2 separate regions of the Macaca mulatta genome follow, and region 1 is linked to region 2. The links are chromatin contacts, called in public Hi-C maps. All regions are on one chromosome and are shown on one strand. The core of a region is the stretch at or near the end of the contact, and the rest is flanking DNA. Distances in the headings are between cores, read along the strand shown. Region 1 holds the start of LOC144341188. Region 2 holds the start of NOA1 (nitric oxide associated 1).

Region 1 (4,352 bases), core at 508-3,007, 1.0 Mb before region 2:
AAGAAAAACAAATTCCTTTACTGTTTCTCTTTCTTTAGACCATTAATTATGACTATTTTTGCCTGTGTTTAGCAAGATTTGTAGGTTCCCGTTTTTCTTTTGACACAGCTGCAAGGCCACGGGCTAAGCAAAGCCACAAGTTATGCGAAGTCAGCAGTTATGCTATACATTACTAAACCTGTCACTGTATGATTTACTGCCTTGGTTCTGCTTCTGTAGTTTAGCCTATATAAGCCAAGCTCTGTCTTTGTTCAGGGCTCAGCTTTTTGGATGCAAATCCACTGAGCCAGTGCACACCTAATAAAGTCTTCCTGCTCCACCCATTGGTCTCTCTGATCCTCTGCTTTCCCACAACAATGGGAGTCTTCAAGTGGCCGGTGCCTTTTTGGCTCTTAACTGCCCAATCTGTGCCAGCAAAAGGCAGCTTTAAATCAAAGTGAAAGAGCTGAAGCAAAAAGGAAAGAAAATAAAAAGTCCCAGTTCTTTTGGGCTTACCTACTGGCTGGCTCACCAAAATATGTTACCAGATTGGAAGTTGGGAGTTCCAGGTTCTTGGTGCTGTGAACAAAGAATTGGATGAGACTCACAAATAACCACTCCACAAAATTTATTAAGCAAAGAATGTTCCAGAGAGACGAACGGGCTGATTTTCAAGTGGTATCAGCCCTGGATTAAAATAGCCTTTGTTCTTTTATGCCCACTTCCTACTCTTCCTTAACTCTAGGGAGGGGATTTCCTATAATTGTCATATCCGTTTTCTTGTTGTTTTTCTCTCTCAGTGCGCCTGCGTGAGTTTGCCATGATTTTAAGTGTATGTACGATATGCATTTCATATGTATGAGCTGGTCAGTCTTCTGACTTCCTTCCCTATTCTGCTGCCTCAGAAGGCCTATTTGGGAGAAAAGTAAACAGTAAAGAATGAAACTCCCTCTGATCGTCTGGGAAATTTTCAGGGGAGAAATGGAATTCTAGGATTTTACTATGTGTTTTCCATCTGGGAGTGGACTATAACAGTTTATTTCAATTTAATTCCACTCACTCACAAATGTTTTGCTGAGTAAAACAGTCTCCGACTCAAGGAATTCACAGTTGGTGGCGGCAGGGAGAGACAGATCAACAAATGATTGTATTTTGATGGATGAATTCCATGGATCTACACAGCGCCTCAGGGAGATACTATTGTGGGACAATTAATTGCATTGGATGGTTGTCAGGAAAAGTTGCAGAGACAACGTGTTATCTGCGTTTGGGGATTACGTGGTGAGCAGGCGTTCACCTTGCAAGTGAAGACTACTCCGCTGCAGGGTCCGGTACTGGGGCGGCGTTTTCGCCGCATACGCAGTAGGTGATCCAAACCTCCCGCCGACAGGAGGAAGAGGATGCCAGCTCAGGCACTAGCTGAGGTTTGGCATTTGACGGCCGCGGGCGCCGACCTCCAGGGGGCGCCGTGGCCTCGCGCTGTCCGGGCCGTTGCATTTCCGGGCACTGGGGCGCCGCTATCTCCAAGCGCGTCCCCGCCGCGAGCCGCGCACCGTCCGCCGCTCCCGTTACCGGGGCAACCGCGGCGCCTCCTCCGTGTCGTCCCGGATCGTCCCTCCGCGCCATTTTCAAACTGCCCTAGCACCGGAGCCCGTGCTTGGGGGGAAGGAGCTAGTGGGGGAAATCGAGGCCCGAGGGCAATGCGGCTGAAGCTGCCGGTGAGTCCGGCCCTGGGAGCGAGGGGTCCAGCTGCGGCGGTGGTGGCGCCTTCGCCTTCTGGGCGGTACCCGGGGGCCGGGCTCGGGAGCTGCCGGGAGGTCGCGCGGCCGCGGGAGGAAGTGAGGCCGGGCCGGGTCGGACCGGGTGGGGAGGGGTGCGGGGACTCTTCCCACCCACCCCGCCCCCACACCTCCTTCCTGTCAACACCCGACGGTAAAGTTGCAAACCGGAGATTGGCCGGAGGAGAGCTTGGGCCGACTTGTCACGGAGCGTCAGTGTAGGCCGTGCAGACGGGCTTGCTGTTGACCAATGGTTCGATTTAAACATTAAAATGCCGTCTCAGTGTCACAATCATCCATGCTCTTTGTAACAAAAATGTCCCAAAGCGTAGGACGACAGCCTTTAATTAACCTTCACCCAGCTCCTTTGAAGCCTCTCCACTGCTTTCCAGCCTTTACTACTTTGAGTTCAATACGAAGGGACTCCGAGATAACCACAGCTAACGGGTTTCTTTGTTGTTTGCGGTTTTGTTTTTTTAACCCCTGTGCACACGTACATACAGCATTAAATGTACTGGTTTTCAAACGCCAACCCCCAGATACTTCTACACATATATGTATGGGTGACTCCCAAACCGAACCTTTTATGTTGCTTTGCTAGAAACTTAGAGTATAGCCGCCATATTTGGATGGGGTTACGGGGGAAGGCGGGGAAGGCAACAGTTCATGGGTGGGGATGGCCTAACATGTTTCTGTCTGGGAGGATTTTAATCTGTCCTGTGTATTGAGGCCCTGCCCATGATTTATTGATTCGTATTCATTCTCATTCTCTCCCCTCCAAAGCAGGATGTGAGGAGGTATTATCTCTGGGTAACTGGAGTTGGTAGCAAAGAGGGGAAATGTTTTGAGTGGTGCACCCCTTTAAGTTTACACCCTGCTAGCAATACACCTGGATTTGTCAGGTCTATTTCTGATGTCTGCAGGAATTTCCCTAAAAACCCTGCATCACTTAGGTGTCTCTTGTGGAAGGAACCTAGGAAATCCATTAGGAAGCGATTCAAGAAAAGTTAACAAGAGCAAAGAGAAAGATACACAGAAAGGAGTCACCAAGGAGAGTGACTGATTTAGAAATGATTTGGTAAGTTGAGGAAGCATGGTACAGAAACCAGAGTGCTGGACCAGGACTCAGGAGACCTGGTCTCTGATGACTGCCCACCTACTTTGTGGCCCCGTGGTTTTGGAAGAGTTACTTTCTTGAGGCAGCCTTTCCTCATGTTTAAGTAGGGATGTTATCATTGGTCTTTCTCCCTCACCGGGTAGTTGTGAGGATCGGCTTTTACATGTATGCTCATGCATGTAATGCATTTTTAATATATTGTGAAGAACAACAGATGTAAAACAAAATTTTTATTTGGCTTAGAAATGTGAGTACCATGACTGCAGTTAGTTAGCAAAGGTTAGAAAAGAGCAAAGTTTCTAAAGAAATGATATTTGGGCTGAGCGTATTGGCTCACACCTGTAAACCTAGCACTTGGGAGGTAGAGGTGGGAGAATACCTTGAGCTCAGGAGTTGGAGACCAGCCTGGGCAACATAGCAAGACCCTCTCTCTAAAAAAGGTAAAAATTAAAATTGAAAAAAAGAAATGATCTTTGGATAACTCCATTTTAGGACAGATTGATAGGAATATATTTATAAATATTTAAAAAGACAAAGATAAGAACTTGAACAGAGGTACTTATGTGTGTCTTTTTTTTAACTGAAGTGAAATTTACATGGTGAAATGCACAGAGCTTAAGTGTACTATTTGAAAAGTACATTCTCTAAATGTATACACTTGTGTAACCACTACCCCAATCAATGTAATATTTTCATTATCCTAAAAAGTTGTCTCTTAACTCTAACAGGCAATCTGCAGCCCGCCTCACCTCCCCAGACATCTGTTTTGATTTCTGACCCCATGGTTTAATTTTACTTGTTCATCAACTGCGTATAAATGGAGTCATACAGTGCATGTCTGGTTTTTTTTGCTCAAATAATGTTTCTGAGATTCATCCATGCTGTTGATGTATATCAGTAGTTTCTTTAATCCCTTAATATTGCATTGTATAAATATATCATAGTTTATGCCTTCTGCTGTTGATGGGGGTTTAGGTTGTTTCCAATTTGGGACTACTATGAGTAACGTTCTTGTAGAGTCTTTTTGTGGATATTTTTTATTTCTATAAATACCTGGGAATAGAATCACAGGGTTATAGTCTAGAAGTATGTTTAACTTTATAAAAAACTGCCAGACTTTTTCCAAAGTGATTTTACACTCCTGTCAGCAGTGTGTGAAGGTTCTAGTTGCTCCAGATCTTTGTCGACATTTGCTGTTGTCGGTCCTTGTAATTGTAGTCATTCTAGTTTGGGATAAATTGTACCTTGTTGTTTTAATTTGTATTTCCATGTTGACTACTGTTGAGCACCATTTCATATCATTATTCCCATTCAGACACCTATGCGAGGTGTCTGTCTGAGTCTTTAGCGCAACTAAATTTTAGTTTTAGCCCAAATTAATGTTCTTATTGAGATGTTTGTCTTACTATTGAGCTGTAAGCGTTCCTTTTATATTCCCTATACAAATCCTTTGTCAGATATTGTGAATGTTTTCTCCC
Region 2 (4,499 bases), core at 1,667-4,166:
CTCCCCACAAAAACTGGCTAGCCTTGGACAACCGTATTTCACGTTGCTTAACAAAGAATTTTAGCATAATACCAACCAGGGTTTTCCCATAGAGGATGCTTACCTACGACATAACCATGCTTTTTCAGGACATTAAGCTGATTTTGTTCTTGCTCACTAAGATCTTCTTCAGCTTGAGTTGAATCTTTTTTAAGTCTTTGATGTCTTTTAAACCTTCTGTAAGGAGTTGGGTTGCAAATGGGAAACTTTAGAAGGTTTAATGTAGTACCTGAAATACACAGAATAAATACATCTTTAGAAAAGGGAATAAGGGGGAAGAAAATGAACATTTTTGAGGATCTACACTGTGTCGGTTACTGTAATAAAACATAAAATTACTGACACTTTACAAATGAGGAAATAGGTTAAGAGATTAGCTCACAGGGGAAACCAGAATTTGAATCCAAAATCTATAGGCCCGATTTCTTTCAATTTTCATCACATTACCATTCAGTATAAAAGTAATATTTGTGTAAAATTCAAAGTGCAAGACAGAGAAGAGCAGCTTACTAAATGAAACTCTGGTTTCAAGGGAACAAATAGGGCAGTCAGTTTTGTAAACTTAAATTTAAACCTGGCTGGGCGTGGTGGCTCACATCTGTAATCCCAGCACTTCGGGAGTCCCAAGCGGGTGGATCACTTGAGGTCAGGAGTTCCAGACCAGCCTGGCCAACATGGTGAAACCCCCCTCTCTACTAAAAATACAAAAAATTAGCTGGGTGTGGTGGTGTGTGCCTGTAGTCCAGCTACTCGGGAGGTTGAGGCAGGAGAATTGCTTGAACCCGGGAGGCAAGGGTTGCGGTGAGGTGAGATCACACCACTGCACTCCAACCTGGGTGACAGAGTGAGACTCTGTCTCAAAAAAAAAAAAAAAAAAAAAGCTAGAATTACAGATGTGAGCCACTGAGCCCAGCGAAGCCACACATCAAATTGCACTAATGAGCCAGGAGTGGTGGCTCACACCTGTAATCCCAGCACTTTGGGAGGATGAGGTGGGTAGATCACTTGAGGTCAGGAGTTGGAGACCTGCCTGGCCAACGTGGTGAAACCCTGTTTTTACCAAAGATACAAAAATTAGCTGGGCATGGTGGTGCTTACCCGTAATCTCGGCGCTTTGGGAGGCCAAGGTGGGCAGATCACGTGAGGCCAGGAGTTCGAGACCAGCCTGACCGACATGGTGAAACCCCATCTCTACTAAAAATACAAAAATTAGGCCGAGTGCGGCGGCTCACGCCTGTAATCCCAGCACTGTGGGATGCCGAGGCGGGCGGATCACGAGGTCAGGAGTTCGAGACCAGCCTGACCAACATGGTGAAACCCCGTCTCTACTAAAATTACAAAAATTAGCTGGGCATAGTGGCGTGTGCCTGTAATCCCCGTTACTCAGGAGGCTGAGGGAGGAGAATCTCTTGAACTCCGGAGGAGGAGGTTGCAGTGAGCTGAGATCTCACGCCACTGAACTCCAGCCTAGGCGACAGAGTGAGGCTCTGTCTCAAAAACAAAACAAACAAAAAAACCCACAAATTTCATTAGGTTCAGACAGTAAAAAGGGCGCGCACTTTCTGAAACAATATACAAAGAAGTTACAAAGCAGATCTCCAGAACAGGAACTTTGTTTTGTTCCCTGGTCTATCTCCAGTGCCTAGTGACTGGGAACAGAGAAGTGCTCCATAAACACTGTAATTAGAAAATTACTACAACACATCCTGAATTTTTCCTAGCAGTAAGCTGACACAGAAGAGAGGTATGACCAGAGTGGGGAGAGAATTTGTAAAGGGAAGGGTACCGGCAGCCCGTAGTGGACATTAAGGGAGGATGTAGTCGGTGCCTCAGCTAGGACCAGACGTCCACCTTGTCAGAAAACGAAGAGGGAGAGAGCCTCCTAAAACTCACCTGGCCAAGGGGAGATGGTGGCTCTGTCGATGGCCTCGGAGCCCTTGGCGGTGCAGTAATCGGACTCCAGGAGCGTGTTAAAGAGAGTGGATTTGCCGGCGTTGGTGGCGCCCACTAAGTAGACGTCCCCACGGTAGCGCCAGGAGCGCTGAAGGGCAGAGATCAACTCTTCCACTCCATAGCCGGTCTTGGCGCTGATCAGTCGCACGTCTCTGACCACCGTGCGGGACCAGTTCGGCGGATTCGAATTCTCCCCGTCCTGTGGCTCGTTCTTGACGGGGATCTGTGGCCCTTGGTGGCCAGGGGCCAGCAGGAGCCCGGCCCGGGCACAGTCGTCCCACAGTCGCTCCCGCAGCCTCTGCCGGTAGCCAGGAGCATCCTGGGGCAGGAGGTCCACTTTGTTTCCCAGCACGATCAGCTGCTTGGGGCCCACCAGCGCGGGCAAGTCGGGCAGCAGGGCGTCGGGCAGGTCGAGCAGGTCCACCATGTAGAGAACCAGGGAAGGCCCGGGCCGCCGCAACGCGGAGCTCACCAGCTCCAGGTACTGCTCGCGGCTCACCTGCAGGCGTAGAGCGCGCCGGTGGTGCACCAGCAGCCAGCATCGCTGGCACACGGTCCGCGCCAGCCCGCCGTCTGCCTCCGCCATGCGGAGGAACTTGTCGCAGGGCAGGTAGCCGGGCACGCCGGAATCCTGGCAGTGCAGCTCTGCCCCGCAGCCCGAGCAGTTCACGCCGCTGGGCGGCACTGCCGCGTCCGGGTGCCCCACGACCGGGTGCTCCCGGGGCCTGGTCCGTAGGTTTTGCTGTCGCCGCTCCTCCCGCCGCTGCTGCCTCTGTCGCTCCTCCTCCTCCTGCTGTTGCTGGAGCTCCTGCAGCTGCTCTTCGCGGGTGGGCTCCAGCTCCGGCTCCGGGATGTACTCCGGGAACAGAAAACGCTCCTGCATGTCAGCACCTTCTCCAAAGCCCTCCGTGTCCACGGGGTCATAAGGAAGCTCGCGTCCCAGACTCGATGAGTGCTGGAAGGAGGAGGCGGCAGCGCGCCTCCTCCCCAAGAGCGGCTCCCGGAGGCCATGGCGCGCTGCCGTGGGAGCGAATCCACGAAAGAAAAGGCTCAGCAGCCTGAACTGCAGGCGAGCGGGCAGCATGAGGAAGTAGCTCCAGGCAAAGGGGCGGAGTCACAAGCGCGCACGCGTACTAGGGCCCGAGGCGACGCGCGTGTTAGAACCGAGACGAAAGCGAGTGGGTACCTGGGAGCTGTCCTGGTTAGTTTTGCGTCTAATCTCGTGAGTTCTCGCGATTTAAGCGCCGAGACTGAGAACCTACTTAAAGCTATAGTAAAGGCATTGGAGGCACTGGAGGATTGAGCTAGATGGGCAGAAGAGAGCGATGAGCGTTTTGAGTTTTTTCACTTTCAGGCTTAACGCCTCACTGCTAGCCCAAGCCGCCCGTAATAAATCACATTTAAAAAGGAGCTTCCGGGCCGGGCGCGGTGGCTCACGCCTGTGATCCCAGCACTTTGGGAGGCCGAGGCGGGCGGATCATGAGGTTAGGAGATCGAAACCATCCTGGCTAAGACGGCGAAACCCTGTCTCTACTAAAAATACAAAAAATAAACCGGGCGTGGTGGCGGGCGCCTGTAGTCCCAGCTACTCAGGAGGCTGAGGCAGGAGAATGGCGTGAACCCGGGAGGCGGAGCTTGCAGTGAGCCGAGGTCGCGCCACTGCACTCAAGCTTGGGCGACAGAGCGAAACTCCGTCTCAAACAAAACAAAACAAAACAAAACAAAACGGAGCTTCTGGCCGGGCGCGTGGCTGGAACGGTAGGCGAGCGGGCAGCTCGCCTCTAATCCCAGCACCTTGGGAGGCCGAGGCGGGCGGATCACCTGAGATCGAGACCAGCCTGGCAAACGTGGTGAAACCCCGTCTCTACTAAAAATACAAAAATTAGCCGGGCGTGGTGGCGCGCGCCTGTAATCCCAGCTATTTGGGAGGCCGAGGCAGGAGAATCGCTTGAACCCGGGAGACGGAGGTTGCAGTGAGCCGAGATCGCTCCACTGCACTCCAGCCTGGGCAACAGAACGAGACTCCATTTCAAAAAATAATAAACAAATAAAAATAAAAATTGCTTCGTGTTTTGGTCTTTATAAAGGCAAATCAATTGAGCATCCCAATGTCGCGGATTCACAGAACGAGCACTTTTTATTAATAAGTATACTTGGCTTTGTTTTCAGGTGTCGTTATTTGTGCAACGACATTGAAAAACAAGCAGAAATAAAACATTAACGGGACGGATGCGACAGCAGATTGCGGGAGCTGTCCTCTCAATCAGCCACCGGCAGCGGCGGCCCACAATTTGCGCGTGTGCAACCCAACTCCCGCCCAAGCTTGCCCTACAATTTGCGCAGGCGCAGATCCTAACTTTGGCGTCCCTGTGGGCGGCCTCTTGTGTGAGACGCACAGTATTCTGGGAACGTCGGAGACGGAAGTTACTTGGTCTTTAGCTCCCGACGCTGGTGGCTTCTGCGCGCTTTTTGTCTTTGATTTCGAGTTAGGAGCTCGGGAACCGTTT

What was found. A called contact is a pair of places that touch in the nucleus more often than the background predicts.
Region 1: a contact with region 2 is called in a Hi-C map of fetal cortex germinal zone, with 3 times the contacts expected there. The contact joins the promoter of LOC144341188 here to the promoter of NOA1 in region 2. A contact is called at or near these places in 2 of 14 Hi-C or Micro-C datasets (CD4 T cells and fetal cortex germinal zone).

Annotation. Positions count from the first base shown.
Region 1 is chr5:77,518,109-77,522,460 of T2T-MMU8v2.0, reverse strand. It overlaps LOC144341188, which reads right to left and starts at 1,757. Exons shown (of 3, transcript XM_078003561.1): 1 at 1,277-1,757; 2 at 496-558. The coding sequence starts at 1,605. The coding sequence ends at 1,291. It overlaps CEP135 (centrosomal protein 135), which reads left to right and starts at 1,376. Exons shown (of 26, transcript XM_028848572.2): 1 at 1,376-1,697.
Region 2 is chr5:76,512,684-76,517,182 of T2T-MMU8v2.0, reverse strand. It overlaps NOA1 (nitric oxide associated 1), which reads right to left and starts at 2,916. Exons shown (of 7, transcript NM_001193688.2): 1 at 1,933-2,916; 2 at 104-268. The coding sequence starts at 2,875. POLR2B (RNA polymerase II subunit B) reads left to right here and starts at 4,456. Exons shown (of 29, transcript NM_001261497.1): 1 at 4,456-4,499.